2 separate regions of the Mus musculus genome follow, and region 2 is linked to region 1. Evidence: chromatin contacts called from public Hi-C data. All regions are on one chromosome and are shown on one strand. The core of a region is the stretch at or near the end of the contact, and the rest is flanking DNA. Distances in the headings are between cores, read along the strand shown.

Evidence for each region. Hi-C and Micro-C count contacts between places; a contact is called where the count stands out from the background.
Region 2: a contact with region 1 is called in a Hi-C map of the HPC-5 cell line, with 4 times the contacts expected there. The contact joins the promoter of Gria3 here to the enhancer-like site in region 1. A contact is called at or near these places in 2 of 39 promoter capture datasets (liver and pre-B cells), 2 of 484 Hi-C or Micro-C datasets (the HPC-5 cell line and myeloid progenitors) and 1 of 9 other capture datasets (adipose tissue).

The regions. Positions count from the first base shown.
Region 1 is chrX:41,289,845-41,292,770 of GRCm38.p6, forward strand. No RefSeq gene overlaps it. Among named protein-coding and RNA genes, the nearest start is that of Gria3, 110 kb to the right of the region's middle. Within about 2 kb of position 1,482, at least 8 of the 459 cell types and tissues checked have an H3K27ac peak or open chromatin away from gene starts, as enhancers often do. A contact at or near this core is called in the HPC-5 cell line and pre-B cells, where this site is marked.
Region 2 is chrX:41,399,980-41,402,905 of GRCm38.p6, forward strand. It overlaps Gria3 (glutamate receptor, ionotropic, AMPA3 (alpha 3)), which reads left to right and starts at 1,419. Exons shown (of 16, transcript NM_016886.5): 1 at 1,419-1,676; 2 at 2,822-2,926. The coding sequence starts at 1,586.

The DNA.
Region 1 (2,926 bases), core at 232-2,731:
ACTGAAGTTGTTATATTGAGATATCTCTCACCCCAGTCAGAATGGCCATTAGTAGGAATACAAATGACTACACATTTTAGTGTATATGAAAGGAAATGGGAACTCTTAGACGCTGTTAGTAGGAGAGTAGACTGTTGCAACTGCTTTAGTAATGAGTCTAGAGGTTTCTTACAGAAAGTAGGAATAGATCCAGCATTTGATCCAGTATACGTTTAAGCATATACTCCTGAATATATGCTTAAAAGACTTCATATGTCACTACAAAGATACTCAGACATCCATGTTCATTGCCTCTCTGTCAACAACAACTACAAAATCGAATCAACCTAGATGTCAATCAACTGATGAGTATATAATAAAAACATAGTAGTACATACATACAATGGAATAATACTAAACTGTGAACAAAATTGAAATCATGAGATTTGAAGGTAAATAGATGGAATTGAGGGAAACAATTATAATGAGTGAGTTCATTCAAATGCAGAATTTTCTCTCTAATGGAAGGTTCCTAGCTTCAAATCTTCTTCTGCTTTGTCTGTTTAACATGGAGTACAGGTAAACACTCAGCAACTAGAATATGCCTAAAGTGAAAGGAGAGCAGTAGTGTGTTGAATGCAGAAGTGCTCGACAAAATAGTACAGTGATGGGGATAGGGAAATGAGAGGCCCCAGGAAAACTTACCCAAAATGAAGCACACTTGCAAAACTTGCAAAGAGTATTTGAAAACCTGTGATATTCCTATCTAATTTTAAAAATATAAATAGTAGAGATGACAGTAGAATATTTGTGACTTGCAAAAACAGGGAGAGAATACTAGGAGCTAAAGTTTGAGTGGGAATGTGGACATAATAAACAAAGGTAGGTGTGGTTTAACCAAAACTAAGGATGAATAAAAATGCCTTATGAAATCCCACTAGTTTAACAGAGCATAGATAGAGGCTGAGAGATCAGTTTTATCTCTCAGTGGCTCTTTGCAATGACAGCTTGCTCTTGTTTTATAGATACAATAACTTCTCAAATGAGCTAAGAAAGTGAATTGGAATTTCTTCAAGTCATTACCTGTTTCATTCATTAACTATTTCTCAAGCCTAAACTATTTATTGTTCAAATTAATCGCCCTCTATTAAATAGGGAATTCTGTCTGTAAATCTGGTGATTTAAAAAAAAATTCATGCATACCTAGAAGCAAATTGCAAATTAACTAGCATCAATAAACTCATACTGCAATAACCATATTGGTTGTTGTGGGAAGCCTTTCCCATCTTGGAAAAGAGGAATCTAAAGAAAGATGGTGGTCATTACATGATCTAAACAGCTGCTCAACGGACCATTTGTGGTTTTAAATCTACTATTTTTCTCCCTTTAACAACCTCTCTTTCACCAGTTCCCTTTTTCGGACCTCTGCTGCTATGACTTGTAAAGCTGACTATGTTCTGCTGGTGCAGAAATTACCAGAAGGTAGAAGGAAAGAAAGAATGGCAAAGAAGGAACTTGCTAGTGAAAGGAGGAAGTAGTACTTCCCACTTGCTAATCTGAGGGTGTCAGAATATGGAGAGAAAACAGTGCCTGAAATAACTGAAATAAATGTGGTCAGAAAGCCTAAGTACAAGCCACTACATGGCCAATTACTAGTTATAACCTTGAGAAAATTATTTAACATATTTGAGATCTTTTTCTTTTAAGGCAACAACCACACTATTGTTTTCTTCATGAAATTGTAATGGGAACGTAGATTAAAAATATTTCTCAAAAAATACTCATACACAGGCTGGCAAGATTGCTCAGCAAGTAGAGGCACTGACTGCCAAGTATAATTACCTGAGTTCAATTTTATGAGTTTATATAGTAGAAGAGAATGGTTTCCAGAAGTTGTCCTCTGACATCCATATATGTCACCCCCAACACATAAATAAATATATTTCATTTAAAAAATTTAAGTGTATGTATAATACATTTTAATTCCTTAACTCATTTACTTTTCTCACTCATTATTGAAATGTAGTTTAAAACTAAATACTTGACACTCTAGGCTGGGTATATATAACAAGAATAGTCAGCCAGTCCTCACATGTTGTATAGTCTTGTTGGCCTTCATGGGACTTAACCATGCAGGCTTTCCATATCAATCTAGATCAGACCGGAAATGACATGTTTTATTCTGAGTTATGTTTCTCAGCAGCATTTTATGTGGTTCAGTTTTCCTTGGGGGGAAAATACATAATGACAGTCAAGTACTCAAGGTTTCTATTCATCAAATCAGAATGCATGGCATACTCTTTACCAAATCTTCTATATTCATTTTTGTCTGATCAATATAATTGTTGCTATATTTAAATTTATCTTGATAGTATCCTCAAAATTCATCATCTATTTAAATGAATAAAATACTGGATCTCTTCACCATTTTGAGACCCAACTCATTCTTATGGTGAAAGGAAGCATAAGATTATAAATAATATTTCTTTATTTTTTTCAATACATACATAAATATAGACTATAGCTTAAAAGGGAAAGAGAAATACATCAATCCTCTTGCTGGGAAAGTAGGGGTTCTTCGTCCTTCCTAATGTACCCTTCCATAGAAGGACCTGTATTAGCATATCTATTTTAGTCTGACTTTTGTTGCTGTGATAAAATACCTGACCAAAAAACAAAAAGCAAAAACAAAACTTATGTGTTTATTTCCACTAGCTAGTCCAGGTTATAGCCTGTAGGAGAGTTAAGTCAAAAACTTCAAATATCTAGTCAAGTCACATACACAGTCATGAGCACATAAGAAAATGAATGCATACATGTTCACTTGCATGCAATCACCCTTTTAAAAAAAAGCTTTCACTGCTCTTTTTTTGAAAAGCAGTTGTGATGCTTTTAATTGAAATAGAATTATATTACTTTACCTCCTCTCTTTCCTCTCACCAGCCCT
Region 2 (2,926 bases), core at 169-2,668, 110 kb after region 1:
ACTAAGACCTAGGGTGAACTGTAGGAGTTCCTAGATTCTTTTCTCCTCTTAGCTAGGAGAGAGGCAGGAGAGTTGGGTGAGAGTGGTAATCTCTGAAGTCTGCACTCAGTGTGGGGGAGGGAATAGTTGATCCACCTAAAGTCAACATTAAGGGAGCAAAGCAGCAAGGGGCACTTTCCTCCAACCTTAACTTTCAATCCCCACCCCCATCCCAGCTCACTCCCACACTTCTCTCCTTGGTCTGCAGGACTGAGCGTCCTTTTCATTAACCTTTTAGCTCCCACCTCCATACACATACTATGTTCCTATACCCTCTAAAGCAGTCAGCAGTCACAGCCCCCGCAGCTGGCAAACCTGCCTCAGCACTTGGGTAGGGGGAGGGACACACCTCCCAGTGCTGCGGGGATGGGGGAATGCGGGTGGGGGTTGTTCACTTGCCCTCGGATCTCTCTCTGCTGTAATAGCTGAGCTGAGCGGCAGAGACCAGGCATGCGCAGCATCTTAGGGCGCATTGTGATGGGAACTGCTTTTCTGAGTCTCTTCACAAAGACTCAAGAGTAACCACTAACCACCCCTCAAGACCCTTCATCTTTAAGACGCACATACAGATGTAGAGACACTGCAGACTTTTAAAAACAGGAAACTGGTTGCAGCTTGAAAGTCTGGTCCACGTGAGGATTGGTGTATTTCTGTTGATCCCATCTCCGGTGTTGACATACGCCGGCGCCTAGGCTTTGCAGTCCAGAGCTGCAGTTTGCAGTGGAGCTAAGCGGTGTGCGGCTTTAATTCCACGTCAGATCAACTTTGATCAATATCCCCCTACCGGCCCAATTGGAAGAACCCAATTCACCGGAGCTGAGCCTTTGAGGCTTTTAGCTCTTTTCTTCTTCCCCACTCTTTAGATCCACCATCTTCGAGGGCGGGGGAACCCTTTGGTTTTCTTTATAATTTCTTTCTTATTTCTTTATCTCGTCCCTGTTTTGTTTTGTTTTGTTTTTTTACGATTTTGGTTTTGCTCCGGTTTTAATTCTCTCTGTTTCTGTCTCCCTGTGTCTCTATCTCTGTGCCGGTCTCTGTCTCTGCCTGTCTCTCTGTCTGTTCTCTCTCTCTCTCTCTCTCTCTCTCTCTCTCTCTCTCTCTCTTCCTTTCTCTCTCTCTCTCTCTCTCTCTCTCTCTCTCTCTCTCTCTCTCTCTCTCTCTCTCTCAGAAATCGCTTTGGGGAACCCAGCTTGCAGCCAATGAACCCGCCTTCCAGATTGGTGTGAAGACAGAAGTGAGGTGGGGGGGCGTGGAGGGGGTGTGAGAGAGATCCTGGGAGGGGGGAGAGGAAGAGAGGAGAGAGGAAGAGAGGAGAGGGAGAGAGAGAGGAAGAGAGAAGAGAGAGAGAGAAGAGGAGGAGGCGGCGGCGGAGGAGGATTAGTGTGGGGTGGAAAGGAAGAGTGAGCGAGCGAGAGCAAGTTGAGGGGAGGGGGTGTAAGAGCCGGCGAATTCTTTTTCTTTTTCTATTATTATTTTGACGACTCCCGAGTTGCGCCCATGCTCTTGTCAGCTTCGTTTTAGGCGTAGCACAGCCAGGCAGAAGAAAATGGGGCAAAGCGTGCTCCGGGCGGTCTTCTTTTTAGTCCTGGGGCTTTTGGGTCATTCTCACGGAGGATTCCCCAACACCATCAGCATAGGTAAGCTCCCCAGAGCCAGCCAGAGGGGGCCAGGCTCTTCTGCATTTGAAACCCACTACCCTAGTGGGGCTGGGGGTATCGCAACATGAGTCCCTGTCCTGCATGGTTTGGGGACGGTGTCTAGGGATGGGGGACTGAGCTGAGATATTGGAGACCTGAGCTGCAAAGAACTGACGAGTATGGGGAGCATCCAAGATGAGGGAAGGGGTCTCCCGGGGCTAATGCGGGTGGACGGCCAGGTTTTCTGACCGAGGAGCAAGGGAGTCAAGCTGGAGGTTGGGATGCTGCAAGAGGCTAAGAGTCGCGGCTTTTCAGCTCGCTATTCTGGACTTTGCCAGGGCATGCTTGCAGCCACTGGAAGTTGTCCCAGGGTGATACTGCCTGTCTGGCCGCGCCAGGACGCATAACCTGGGCCCAGGTCGCCCCGTCCCGCGTCTCAGGCTTCAGTGAGACAGGACAGTGTTAGAAGAAAAGGAACCCACTTTGAAACCCCCAGACCAAGGAAGTAGCTGTGTGGATGGAGGATGGGGTGGGAAGTGGGGGTGATACAAGGAGTCGGGCAAGCAGGGAAGTCACGCAGACCAAGCATTCATGAATTGCGGCTGTGTCTGTCTGGAGACCAGCTCCAGTAGCCGGAAGGGAGTTCTCCCCGCCTCTGCCTGTATTTGCAAGTAGAGAAGTTAGAATTGTTGCTTTTACTGAACTGACCCCCTGTATTGTCATAGGGGATGATTGGGACAGCAAGGGGAACGAAATTGTTTTTCTTCCCACCCTATCCCCTGTACCCCAGGAGGGAAAATGAACCAGCTGTGTGGCTAAGGGTGGGGGTGGGGTTGGAGTCAGGGTTCGGGGCCAGACTCAAGCTTAAGAAAGAACCAAGTCCCACTTTTAGCTCCTTCATCCTTCCCCTACAGCAGCCTCCTCTTTCTCCCGTCTTTTTAGTTTCCTCCGTGTACAAAACCCAGGTTTTTCACAGTGGAAAGCAGAGTTTCCAAGTCTTGAAAGACACACAGGTTGAAAAAAATCATTCCTCAGTTGAGCTTCCCAGAAACACTGAGGTAGCCTGGTAGCTCCTGTTTGTTACTTTCTAACTCCTGCTGAAGTAGGGGGGACACAAGCCGAATCTCCATTGCCTTTGCTTCTAGGTGGACTTTTCATGAGAAACACGGTACAGGAGCACAGTGCTTTCCGCTTTGCTGTGCAGTTATACAACACCAACCAGAACACCACTGAGAAGCCCTTCCATTTGA